2 separate regions of the Oryctolagus cuniculus genome follow, and region 1 is linked to region 2. Evidence: chromatin contacts called from public Micro-C data. All regions are on one chromosome and are shown on one strand. Each heading gives the region's core, a stretch centred on a gene start, on an enhancer-like site or on the middle of the called end of the contact. The rest is flanking DNA. Distances are from core to core; before and after follow the strand shown. Region 1 holds the start of VEGFA (vascular endothelial growth factor A). Region 2 has its middle 130 kb from the start of VEGFA.

The links. Hi-C and Micro-C count contacts between places; a contact is called where the count stands out from the background.
Region 1: a contact with region 2 is called in a Micro-C map of ear pinna, with 2.1 times the contacts expected there. The contact joins the promoter of VEGFA here to the enhancer-like site in region 2. A contact is called at or near these places in 2 of 6 Hi-C or Micro-C datasets (ear pinna and an unstated tissue).

The regions. Positions count from the first base shown.
Region 1 is chr5:126,313,217-126,319,721 of mOryCun1.1, forward strand. It overlaps VEGFA (vascular endothelial growth factor A), which reads right to left and starts at 1,918. Exons shown (of 7, transcript XM_070074064.1): 1 at 761-1,918. The coding sequence starts at 826.
Region 2 is chr5:126,176,769-126,183,752 of mOryCun1.1, forward strand. No RefSeq gene overlaps it. Among named protein-coding and RNA genes, the nearest start is that of VEGFA, 130 kb to the right of the region's middle. Within about 2 kb of position 2,828, at least 3 of the 8 cell types and tissues checked have an H3K27ac peak or open chromatin away from gene starts, as enhancers often do. A contact at or near this core is called in ear pinna, where this site is marked.

The DNA.
Region 1 (6,505 bases), core at 668-3,167, 140 kb after region 2:
GCGCCGCTCGCCGTCCGGGGCTCCCGGCTCGGGCAGCCGCGGCTCCGGGAACACGAGGCCGGCCAGGCCCGGGCTGATGTAATCGGCTCCGCGCCGCGCGCGCCCGGCCGGGCGGGGGAGGGCGGGCGGGCACCGAGCGGGACGCGAGCGGGGACGGGCGGGGGTGGCGCGGCGCAGGTGGCCGGCAGGGAGGGGGGTCCCCACAACAATCCACCCGAAAACTTTTCCCCAACTCGCGGCGAGGGCCGAAGAGACCGAGTGGCACTGACAGCAGCGCGCCCGCTCCCTCGCCTGCGCCCTGCCCCCTCCACGCTCTCTGCCCTCCCGGGTCCAAGGTCCGAGCACCCCCCACCCTGCCCACTGGGCCCTGGCTCCCGCCCCCGCTGCCCGGACTTCCAGTTCGCTGGGGACCAGCAGCCGGGAGCAAACTTCAGCCGCCAGCGGCAGCGCAAGCCCAGCCCCCTCGGCCTCCTCCTCCGACTCCCGCCCTCGGCTAGTCGGCCCAGATCGTACGTGCGGCGACTCCGGTGGGTGGGCAGGGCCCGCGTGGGCGGTGAGCCTACCCCCGGTGCCCTCCCACCTAGCGCGCGCCCCCTCCCCCTCCACGTACGACGGCAGAGGGGGATGCCGCGCGCCGGTGCCCACGGACCCGAGTGGGGGCACCGAGTCCCCCACGCGCGCGCTCGCACGCACGCACGTTCCCCCAGCCGGGAGAGGCGCTCGCAGCGGCCCGCGGCGCCAGGCGGGCACGGCCGCTTACCTTGGCATGGTGGAGGTAGAGCAGCAAGGCAAGGCTCCAATGCACCCAAGAAAGCAGAAAGTTCATGGTTTCGGAGGCCCGGCCGGGGCCGGCGCGGCTCGCGCTCCCTCTCCTGCTCGGGCTGCGGGACGGCCCGCTCTCCTCGGCGCCTCCGCGAGCTCCTCTTGCTCCCGGAGCCGAGGCCCGGGCCAGGGCCTGGGGCGCGCGCGCGGCTGGAGCACTGTCTGCGCACACGGCCGCCTCACCCGTCCATGAGCCCGGCTCCCCGGCGCCGAGTCGCCACCGCGGCCCCCTCTCCTCTTCCTTCTCTCCTTCCTCCTCCCCCTCCTCCTCCGGCGGCGGCGGTGGCGGCTCCTCCCGGCCCGAGCTAACACTTCTCGCGGCTCCGCTCGGCTCGGCTCCCCCGGCGCGGACCACGACTCCTCCGGAGCGAGAACAGCCCAGAAGTTGGACGAAAAGTTTCAGTGCAATGCCGCGAGCCCCGACCCCCTCCACCCCGCCTTCGGGCGCGGGCTCCGGCTGCTGCCCGCCGCTCGCCGCCGCGTCCACCGTGGGCCGCCGGCCGGGGAGGAGGTGGGCGCTGGGGCTGGGGGCGGTGTCTGTCTGTCTGTCCGTCAGCGCGGCTGCTCCTGCGCGGGGTCCCGAGGGGGGAGAGCTTGCGCCGCGCTCCGGCGGTCACCCCCCTGAAAGCAGGTCACTCACTTTGCCCCGGTCCCTCTCGCTGCTCGCCCGCCTGCGCGCGCTCTCCAACCCCGTCTGTCTTCCTCGACTTCTCTCCGGAGCTCTTGCCACCTCGCTCCTCCTCTGCGCGTTTCCAAAATCCGAAGTGACTGGGGGGAGTTAAAGAGCAGTCTCCCCGAACCGTCTGCCCGTCTTCAGTGGGCAACGGGAAGCAAAAATCAATTACAACGGGGAAACAATTCAGTCTTTTTTTTTTTTTTTAAGGTTTCAGAAGAAACGAGGAGGGGTAAACCCCAGCTAAATGAGTATGGAAATCCAGCGCGGGGGCCCTGGCCGGTGCGTCCGCGGGACCGTGTGCCTCGCCGCTGCGCCTCCCGACCGAGCGCCGCTGCCGCCGGCTCCGCTCCCCCTGCGCCGCGGCCTCCTCGCAGCCCGGCTGCCCCAAGCCTCTGCGCTCCTCACCGCTCCCAGGCGACTGAAAAATAGGCCCAACCCCGCCCCGAGCCCGCCCCGGGGGGCGGGGACAGGGGCGGGAGGCGGGCGCAAGCCGAATCCGTGCAGGCACCGCCTTCCCCGGGGGCACCCAGCTCAGCTTGGACCCCCTAGCCCACCGCGGCGAAGGGAACGCTCGACGCCCCCTCAACCACCACCACCAAGGCTAGCAGCCTGAGAACTGCCGCGCGCCCCCCTGAAACTCTGCCTAGAGACACGCACGCTCGCGGGGTGTCCAGGGGGCGGGAGCAGGAAACTAAGGTTATGTGCGGACAGGGCTGCGAGCTGGTGCCTCTTTGCCGGGAATATTGGGGAGGGCGGGGGACGGGCGGGGAGCCCGTCAGGGACGGGTGGGGAAGGGGCCCAGAGCTGTTGGAACCCTGGAGTGACCCCCGGCCTCCTCCCCACGCAGCACCCTCGCCCCCTACACACGCGCTCACACAAACACACACGTTGACACACGCGTTCTCACTCACGCAGACGCGACTTTCCCAAGTTCACGAGCTCCCGGCGGTGGCCGAGCGCCCCCTAGTGACCACTGCCTGCACAGCCCTGTTCTGGCTCGAGAGCGAATGGGCCTTGGGAAGGGGAGGGTGGCTGACGCCCGCAACCCCCATTTCTGACTTCCCGAGCAGTTGCGTCTTCGGAACTGGAAAGGCCTCGTGGGCAGAGGGCTCTGCACGGCGCACAGAGGGGACAGTGTCCCCATCTGGAGCCCTTATCTGGCAGCTGGCAGGCTAGGGTGCCTGGGGTCCTTTGGGAAGTGTCCAGGGAGGCTCCCCCGGGAGAAGAATTTGGCACTAAGTTTGTGGAGCTGAGGCAGGGAAGCGTGGGGTTCCGCGGTTAGTCACTGACCCAGAGGGAAGAGGACCTGTCGGAGCCCACGTATGCACTGGAGAGTCTGGCAGAGCCCAAAGGGAGAGGCAGCTGGGCAGACAGAAGCCCTTGTTCCTGCTGCACCCCCCCCCCCAGATGTTGCCAGGGAACTGAGGCCAGGGGGCTGGTGGGGGCGGATGGAGGCCAGGACTTGAGTGATGACTCAAAGCTCCCCTGCCGCACTAAGGACCGGTTGTAGGCCAGCTGCCCTGGGCTCCCACCAGGCTGGGGGCCAAGGCTTCCATCAGCCCGGGCCCCAGCTCACGCTCATCTTCTGAGCAAAAACGGGGGGCTCTCCCCAGCCACCCAGACCCTCTGGCTGCCTTGGCTGCTTCTGCAGGCTCGAAGCCTCACCGGTCTCTGCCCCATCCCGGGCCATCACTCAAAGCCCCCTTCTCCTGCAACTCCCCTGTCTTATATCTTCCCTCCATGCTCCCCAAATCCCCCCACCCCACCCTTGCATATAGGACCCAGCCTGGAAAAAGTCCTGGTTGGGCTTTGGCCCAGCCCTTCTCAGGCACCCCCGGGGAGCAGAGGACTGGGGGCTGTGCTACCTGTGGGAAGAGAGGGACCAGTCTCCTTACCTGCCCAGCAGGCCCTGACCAGGGCTGGCCCAGGGCCGATGGAGCCTCTGCCGAGGCCAGGACTGGAGATGGGAGTGGGGATGAGAATGCAGCAGTTTTGCCCCCGGTTTGCCCAAAACGACCCAAGGAGGTGACTCAGCCAGCCCCCTCCCTCTGCACGCAGCACTGTGGTTTGGTGGGGGGTGCTAGATTACCTCCTTAGTGCCCCAATTCCACCAGAGGGGTGTCCCCCAGTGGGCCAGCTGGCGGCCACCACAGCCCACCTTTCCATCACTCGTGCTCCGGCATGTCTCCACCACTTGGCCGGCCCCCAGCAGCAGGGACAAGGCCTTGCACAGTTAGTCAATGTTTATTTGCTGGCTCCCGCCCCCTTCCAGGCAGGCCGCCTCACCTGGGCTCCCTGCTGCAGACTGCTGAGTGGGATGTGGAAGGGAGGCCATTCTGCTTCCCCCTAGTCTGCCCCCAGCACCCAGGAGCACAGGCTGGGAGGCCCTGGGCCCGGAGCCCCTCCTCTGGCCCTCTCCCATCTCCACTGTCTTCAGCCCCAGAGGGGCAGCAGAGATCTCCCTGGTCAGGGAGAGGCTGGCGGCGTGGGGTCCCCTGGACAGGGAGCCATCAACTGTCCCTTCATAGCTCCAGGTCCCCCTCCAGCCTAGGGCCTGCCACCTTCCTCCCCTCACCCCCAGCAATGTTACAACAGCTTCTCTGAGCTTCCCCTGTGGGCTCTGCCCAGTGGCAGACGTCCCTTTGTAAAAGACTGGGATTGCAACCTAGCCTGGGGGTACTGAGCCAGCTGCATTAGGGTGGGGACAGCCCCCTGGGTCTACTATTCATTTAGGTTGGTGACACAGAAGAGACGTCTACTCTGGATCCTAGCCCCAGGATGGTGTCACCAACTCCCAGGGATGCCCTCCAACCATCTGGATCTTCGGAAAAGGCAAAAAGAAACAAATCAGCCACGATGAGACCACACCATCTCCGTGGCACCTTCTCTTCTCCCCGGGCTGGTCCCCTTGCACTAATTCAGTTCCACTTGTCCTGCCTCCCCAGGCTGCTGCAGGAAAGGGGTCAGGGCCCAAGGTCACCGGGCCAGCTGGGGGACTGGAGCAGGGCACAGCCCCGACACAGATCACGCGGGGTCCCTGTGCGAGGCTCCCCGGAGCCCCAGCCTCAGGACCAGGGCGGCCATGGCCCATGGCTCTGCAGCCAGTCAGCAGAGAGCCAAGGAGGAAGGGGACGGTGATCGGGGAGGGGGAGGGGGAGGGGAGACAGGGACAGGGAGGGGGCGGAGGAGAGTGTGAAAGGCAGCCAGGAGCCAGCAGCGGCCCCAGACAAAGGAAGTAGTGATCAGGCCCAAGGCACAATGGTTGTACTTTGTCCTGGCGTCCTGTCACCTCCATAGCTCAGGGAAGCTCCCGCTCGGCACCTGGAAGCCCATGGACGAAGGCGCAGAGCAAGGGCCAGGGGAGGCTCGTGGGCCTGGCTGCTGTCTCCTCGTTGCTCCAGGTGGATTCTCTGTGATGGGAGGAGACCTTCCCCTTCACTGTCTGCCCTGCCCCAGGGGCCTGGCTGGGCACTGACCTAGAGTTGGGTTGGTTCCCCCCTCCCCCACCCATACCTTGTGTCTGGCTGGGGATCCAGCGCTGTCTCTCTCCTGACTGTTCCTAGGTGTTTTCCTAGCATAGGAGTTTGCAACAAGCACTAGAAAGGCAGAGCAAGGGTGGGCCTTGTGGCACCATCCCATACTGGAGTGCCTGGTTCGAGTCCTGGCTATTCCACACTTCTGATCCAGCTTCCGGCTAATGAGCCTAGCAGGCAGTAGATGGTGGCCCAAGTACTTGGGGCCCTGCCACCCATGTGAGACCTGGATGGGGTTACTGGCTTCTGGCTTCTGGCTTCTCCCTGGCCCAGCCCTGGCTGTTGTGGGCATTTGGTGAGTAAACCAGCAGTTAGATGAAAGATCTCTCTCTCTCTCTCCCACTCTCTCTCTGTCACTCTGCCTTTCAAATAAAATAAATAAAAGAGAGAGGGAGAGAGCTCAAGGAACAAAGATCTCTTTCTGTAGTACCAGTCTGCTAGCCCATGTAGACCTGGAGGTTTGACTTGGAGTGACAAGAGGTACTGATGGATACAAAGACAGGAAGACCGGATGTTACCTCCCCCAGAAGACCCAGTGAGGGGAAGGGGGGGGGGGAGGCTGGAGCAGGGGCACAATGCAGGGTCTCTATCAGGATGGTGGGCACCCCCAGACCCCGTCAGCCAAGTCTCTGCCTCTCCACGGCCTCAGGGTTAACGCCCTAATACCAGGCCACCCCAGTGGATTGCTCCTCCCCAACAGCTGGGGGAATGCTCACTTCCTGCCACCAAAATCTTGGCCACTGCTCAATGGCGGCCCCCTAGCACGCCCCCCTGGGGCCCCTGTTCACATCTCCCACCCTCACCAGTCTGGCTTCTGCTGAGAAGAAGGTGTGAGGTGGCAGCTAGGGTCCAAAGCTGCGTCCTCCCAGAGAGTTGAGCCACATTTTAGTTCCTGAATGGTTCCCCAGGTCTATCAGGCCCCAGCTCTGTGCTCAGGTTATAGGAGACCCAGGGACATTGGGGATAAGGTGAGGAATATAAGACTTTGCAGCCACGTGGATCCCAGGCACGCTCCTAGCTCTGCGCCCCCACCCCCTGCCCACCAAGTGGTCTTCAGCAGTTACTCTACCCCTCGAGCCACAGCTGCCATGTGAGATAGGCGTGAACACACCCGCGGTAGGAAGGTGCTGCACAGACGGCTACCCCAGAGGGCAAGCCGGGAAGGAGGCCCTGGGAGGGGCACACGTGGTAGGAAGAAGTGGCAGCAAAGCAGCCGAATTGGCTGGAGTGGGCGTCAGGAAGGGCCTCCTGCACCAGCTGCTATAGAAGCAGCCGTCCAGCTCAACCTGCCAGCTCCTGCCCTGCTCCTGCCCCTCGGGCTATTGCAATGTGAAGGGGGCTTCCTACCTGGAGGGGGACCAAAGGGGGCAACTGAACACAGGGATTCTCCACGGAGAGCATGGACGTGCTGCAAGTAGGGGAGGTCTCCCTGGCGGAGGTGACATTTGAGTACTGATGGAAGAGCAGTCCGACC
Region 2 (6,984 bases), core at 1,578-4,077:
CAGCGCCAGCACCTCACTTATATTTTTTTTTTAAATACAGGGAGACAGAGACAGAGATCTTCCATCCACTGATTCACTCCCCAAATGCCTGCAACAGCCAGGGGTAGGCCAGGCCGAAAACCTGAGCCCTTGAACTCAATCCGTCTCCACTATGAGTGGCAGGGACCTGAATTCTTGCGCCCCTGGGTGCCTCCCAGGGTGCACATTAGCAGGAAGTTGGAGTGCAAGCAGAGTAAGCTGGACTTGAGCCAGGCACTCTGCTATGGGATGTGTACTCCTAAGTGGCAACTTAACCACCGGGTGAACACCTCCACGGATTTCAAAATTTTTTACACCAAAAATAAGCTTCCCTTTCAATTCTACTGTCCACGAACTTTTTGAAGTGCCTTCCTATGAAGCTGTTATTTTCATTCACTTTTCCTTCTACATTGGACATGGTAAAGACCATGTATGGGGCGGGGCAGAGAAGGCAAGGTGCATCTCACTGGCTGGAGTCCCCCCGGGCAGGTGTGTCCATGTCTCTGCGTCCCGGTTCCCGCATGAGTGGGCGTGCACCTCGTGGGTGCTCTGCCGTAGCTGAAAGAGCACCCAGGCAGCTGTGGCTCTGCTGTTATTTTGCTCTCAGCTCAGAAGCAGACGGAGCCCAAGGCCAGCGGCCCGAGTGAGGTCACGATGTAGGGATGTAATGTCATCCTGACCCGGGAGCAGGGAGGTCACCTGCTCGGTGCTATGGACACAAGGACGGCAGTCCCAGCGTCAGGGGGACGTGCTGGGAGCTTCCGACAGGTGAGGAGAGAGGCCCCTGCTCCCCCCTCCCCGTCTCCCCCTTCACGTCTCCAGGGAGCCGATGAGGCTCAGGCCCTCTTGGGCTAAGCAGACTGGGCTAAGCAGACACTGTCAGCCCTGGGGAAGGGGTCTGTCCACCCTCGAGGTCAGTCCACACTGCAGGATGGCTTCTGGAACTTTCTCCCAGCCCCACGCAAAGGTGTGTCAATGTCTTCACGGAAATGCCCAAAGCTGACCGGTCTGGTCTCCCTCCTTGAGCCCCGCCCCTTCACTGTATGTATTCAGATTACACAGGGAATGAGTGAATGAATGGAAGAATGAATGGGCAAGTTTTCTAGACTTCAAGCAAAGCTTCAGGCCTGAGGCTGCTCCCACCTATTCCTTGCCGTGAGGAAAGGCGGCGGCTGAATGAGGAAACCACTTGGGAGCGCTGGCTGTGTGCAGGCCTGGCCCTGGGCCTGGGAACTCACAGACTCTGGTGGACACAGCACACAGAGATGTGCCAAGACAGGACTGGCTCAGGTGGGGACCACAGCAGGGGATCCTGGAAGACTGCTGGGAGGAGGTGACACTGGCGTGAGGTCCGAAGGGCAGAGTATAAGGTGGGTGGCTGAACACAGAGGGGAAGGGCATTGAGGGGGCAATAGGAACAGCTTGCCCAGAGACTTGGTGGTGCTAAATCACCCAGTGTGTTCTGGCAAAGGGACAAGGAGTCAGGGTCCCTCGGCTGGCACTGGCTGGCTGGCTACCACCTCTATCCCATTCGCAGAATAAAGCCACTCAATGTGTTTCCTGCAGGGCGCCGGCCTCACCTTTGTGGCTTTCCTTTTAAGAGCGCCGAGCTCATTGAACTCAAGGGCAAATCTATATCCTTGTCCTTTCCTGCAGAAATAGTGATGTTAATGGGATTATTTCTTGCGCACAGCGTAGAGCCGCTAAGAAAACATTGCGGAGTAAAGACTGTTTGCAAAGGCTGCCTGAAAGGCCAAGTTTCCACCAGGAGGAAGTGAAGGGTGTGGCTGCGTGGTGCCACCAGCGCCTCGTCTGCCTGAGCCTGCTGCGCACTTGCTCCGGGTAGCCCTTTAGTGACGCTGAGGGTCGCATTGCAGGGCTGCCTGGCCTGGCTCCCTGCTCTCCAAGGTACCAGGTGAACTGGCAGGTTGGTTAGGATGTTGGAGAAACCCATATTCATCCCACACTGAGCGACGATCCAAGGTGAACTTTTTAAAGATTGTCTGGATCGCTTCCCTCCTTGTAAATGGGGGTACTGAGGCCCAGAGGAGTGGGCTGGTCAGCCAGCTGGCTGTGACCAGGTCTTAGGGGGAAACTGAGGCCCAGAGGTGGGAAATGACTTGTCCTGGTCACATGGCCAGCTGGTGGGTTATAGCAGGGGACCTGAGGCCCAGAGAGAACAGGCTTGACCCTTCCCACAGCCTGCTGGGTCCACACCCAGTCCCCAGGAGAGCGCTCTCTCTGTCGCCTGTTCTCTGCCTTGTTTACTGAGTTTGTATCATCCTTCATGGGGCCCCCACAACCCCCTGCTCAGTCCCTTTAGATCTTATCAGCGCAGCCCCGCCCCCCCCAGGGCTCCTCACCTGGGCCATCCTCAGACTGCATCCGTGTGCACAGGTGCAGCAGGTGGGCGGGGCAGGGGACATTCCAGCAGAGAACAGACAATGGCTGGGTTAAGAGGGCCATCTTCTTTTCACACCTCCTGATTCCTCGAGTTAGTCAATCATTATCCCGTGCGACACAAAGCGCACATTGAGCAGGTGTTGTCACTGCCCCGTGGAGTCCCTGAGTGACTGGGTGGTGGCAGCTCCTGGGCTCTCTGTCGCCCTGGCTGGCACTGGGATTGGGTTACCCCGTCTAATCCCTGCCTATCCATGCACTTTCTGTGTGCCCATTGTAATTTATAATCGAGGGCATGATGCAACCTGCTAATTACGTTGCTCGATTTTTGTACACATCCCAGCTTCTCTGACTCAGGCGGCGGAGGGAGGAGGGAGCAGCGGGTGCTGCTTTGTGGCTTATCAGGGCTGGGTTATTCAGCTCACACCCGCTCCCGCCTCCCTCAGCTCTGGGCCTTTGTTAACCAGGGCTTGCATCATCTCCTGCTTTCCATTTCCCCGGAATTTTTTTTTTAACGGCCGTTTTTTTATGAACCGCTCCATCTTGTTAGCTAATGAATGATTGCGGGGCAGAGATGGGGATTACTTTGTGCCTCTATTAAATGTTACATGATTGCAATTATGAGTTAACAAGGGACAGCTAATAAAAAAAATAATCTCTTTTGCAGCCTGGGGCAGACACGAGATTCAACTGCCTGGTTCCCAGGCGGAATAATTCAGAGCCCTTGGAAAGCACAGGCTGGACACAATCCACCCAGGTCAGGCCAGGGGTCCCTGGGCTTGTGGGGAGGGGTGGTAGGCAGGAGAGCAATGGCCCTGTCTCCAAACCTCTGGAGTACCCAGGTCCCCAGAAGCAGGGCTCCGGGCTACTGCCATTGCTTCGGATTAGCCCTTCCTCTGTCCACGGTGTTGCCCCTCCCCATGCCCCAGTGCCGTGAGCTTTTAAAGACAGCAGGGGGGCTGGTGTTGTAGCATAGTGGGCTAAGCCTCCCCCTGTGGCACTGGCATCCCAAATGGGTGCCAGTTCAAGTCCTGGCCACTCCACTTCTGATCCAACTCCCTGCTAAGGCACCTGGGAAAGCAGCAGAAGATGGTACAAGTACTTGGGTCCCTGCACCCACATGGTGGGCCAACATGGCATTCCAGGCCCCTGACTTCAGCCTGGCCCAGCCCCAGCCTCTGTGCATTGTGGCCAGCTGGGGAGTGAACCAGCTGATATAAGCTCGCTCTCTATCTCCCTCTCTCTCTCTGTCTCCTCTCTCTGTAACGCTGCCTTGCAAATAAATAAATAAATCTGGCAAAATGGACACTGTGTCGGGTGTGCTCCCACCAAGCCTTGGTCGAAACAGGGACTGCTGCTGGCCCTGCGTGTCCTTAGACTGATTCAGTGATACCAGGGCGTAGGGCACAGAAACAGGATGACGCTGGCCTCCTTGTCGCCGAGGAGGCAAAGCACAGGGGGCTGGCTTGGGCTTGCTCTCTGAGCGTCTGCGGAGTGTCCCAGGGTTGAGCACGGAGCTTTTGCTGGTGGTCAGGACACAGACGGTGCTCCGAGGGGATGGGACGAGGTGAGGACGAAGTCCAAACTGTGGGTTCTACAAGCCCGCGCCCTGACGGCCCGACCTGGACCTGCTAACACGGCACACGGCTACAAAGAGGAAGGACCAGGGCTCCGTTTGCATGAGAGGGGGTGGGGTCTGCTGGGCAGAGGGACAAGGCTTCTGAGCCCCGGCGTGGGGAACATCACTGGGCCTCAGTTTCCCCATTTGAGCATGTTCTCAGTGTTCTGTCTGCACTATGGCTGAGCTGCTTACACTCATGTCTACCCACAACCCCTGCCACCTGCACCCCGGCTGTGAGCCCCTGCAGCTGGTATTTGTGGGCTGGGTTTTCAGCAGGCATCCAGCAGATGCTGAATTAAGGAGCGGCTACAGCCCAATGCTCTCCAAGCTCCGCCCCCAGCCCTCCCCCCCAGCTCCCCATGCTTGGTGCCAGTCCTGACCCCAGGTGATTCTTCCATGTCGCCAGGTGTGTGAGTCTATTTCCTGTTGCTATAACAACATACCTGAGGCTGAGGACTTTGTAAAGCAAAGGGGCTTATTTAGCTCACAGCTCTGGAAGTTCAAGGGCATGGCAGTGATACCTGCTCTGCTCTGGCAAGGGCCTCACGGCAGACGCCACAGCAAAGGCGGGAGTGTGTGCAGAAGTCTCGGGGTGCCGCAGGAAGCCAGCCAGACTCAGGGGTCAGCTTTGCTCTTCTCTATCTGTAAGGCCCGTTTCAATCCCATCGTCAGCACATAATCGCCTTCCACCAGGCCCCACCTCTTCACAGTTCCCCCAGGCCTCGCATGGCACACTGGGGACTGGGCCACAGCCAAGCCACGACATCAGGGATCCTCCCACCCATGCTGCTGGGAAGACAAGCAGGGTTCCGAGAGCCTGGGCCTGCTGGCCCCTCAGGCGGGGCGGGGCTGACCCAGAAGCTGAATATGGGCTTCCCGTGCCCTGGAGGAAGCAGCAGGCAACCGCAGGCTGGGCGACAGCAGGCGCACAGTCTGAGGACATCGCTGGAGTGCGTCTTCAAACACTGCGGCCACGCTGTGGGCACCAGGCGACCACAGCCGCCCACACCTCCGCAGCGGGGGCCAGCCCGGAGCAGAAAGCCGAGCTGGCAGGGGGAGTGGCTGAGGGGCACGCAGGAGCGACAGGGTGGGCGGGGAGAGGCGGGACTGTGCCAGTCTTACCCACAGCCTCAGCTGCTGGCAGGACCGGCTGCACAATTTGTAGGGCCCTTGTTCAAAAACTATTAAGGGTCCTCCACCAAGTGCAAGACCCTTCCACGCATGTCCTTGCAAGTGAGTTGTTTGCCTGGCTCCCAGCTCAGCCGATCTAGGCAGAACAACACCTGGGTAGCAGGTGCCACCATGCAAAAGATCTGATCCCTCTGCAGCTGGCATTGCTCCGGCTGCTCCACTTCCAATCCAGCTCCCTGCTAATGCACCTGGGAAGGGAGTGGAAGATGGTCCTGCCACCCACGTGGGACACCTGGGTGGAGTTCCTGGTTCCTGGCTTCTGCCTGGCCTGGTCCAGCCTGGGCTGTTATGGCCATTTGGAGAGTGAACTGGCAGATGGAAGATCTCTCTGTGTCACTCCACCTTTCAAATAAATAAAATATAAATCTTTTTTTTTTAAAGGCCTGGCCCCTCATTGCCTAGGGTAGGCGCACGAAACTCTCAGCTCAGGTGAGCTGGCAGAGGGGCGGGGCCTCACGGGGCGCATCTTTCTGGAGGCTGTGGGCAGAACGCAGGCCAGGCAGCCGGGAATTCCGGGTGGGGCCTGCCTGGTGAGTCGGGAACACTGTGCTGCTGTTTCGGCTCTGGGCTGGGGAGGGGGCCTGGGCCACACCATTCCTCCAGCCTGCGGGAGAGCCCAGGGTCCAGCAGGTACCCAGAACTGGGCAGGCAGTCTGGCTTCCAGAGGCAGGTACGCTACCCCACCCCTACCCCACCCCCCAGAGGAGCGGGGAGCCTGCTAGGAGGCCGGTCTCCCCGGGGCTGAGTCTAGGCAGTGGGGATGGTTGGGTTCGCTGGTTCCTGGCCCTCTGCTCTGTGTGCAGTAGCCCCTAAGGGCTGGGCTGAGCCCCGATGCAGGTCTTCCACTACGCACAAGGCCCTACAGGGAGGGTACTCGGGAAATACCGGCAGAGTGAACCCATAAGACACGGACAGAACCTCCAGTTCTGCCTCACCCGTCCTGCGGTGGGCGCCAAGCTGGAGGCCAAGAGGAAGAGAGGAAGTAGGCTCTTGGTGAGCAAGGGGCCAGGACGCACACCGAGTAAGGTGTCAGTGCGCAGGTGCAGCCGGGCGCCGACTCGCGGGTAGAGTGAGCGCATGCGTGAGGGTGCTGCAGCAAGTTCGCAGAAATGAAATTAAAAGCTCATTAAGAGTTTGCAATGCATGCCTAAGGTTTCATGACCTTTTTGAAGACCCCTCCTATACGGGAGCCTGTGCTCACAGGAGTGTGTTGGTGGGGACACGGATGAGAGGTACGCACCCACGTGAGAGGCACCTGCTCCCGCTTGGTGCACGCCAGGTCCCCGCACGCACAGGGCCACAGGAGTGTGCTCCAGACACCCAGCAGCCCTCTGCTTCCTGGCCTCCATCTCCCAGCTGATCACCTGCCTCCCCAGGAGCCGGATCCCTGCAGGCAGCTGGCTCAGGGGATGGAGACCCACGGGGCTGGGAGTGCAGGCCGTCTGCGTCGGTCCCACTCTCCCCCGCACTTGCCATGTGCCTTTGCATAACATGTGTGACTTCTTCAAGGCCTCAGTATTGCTGTCTGGGAAAGGGGCTCATGACAGCATTGCCTCACAGGACACCATGTTTCCCCTTTGCCCCACCCCCACCCCAATTGTGGCTGGCACCTTGGGAGGACCCAGCAAAGGTTACTTCTCACTTGGTCTCAGCTGGAGGCTGCTGCTGCCCCGGGAAGCAGGGCTAGTGCTGGGCAGAACAGGAGCCTGCTGCATCCATCAACAGAAACAGGCAGGCAAGTCCCTAACCCCGGC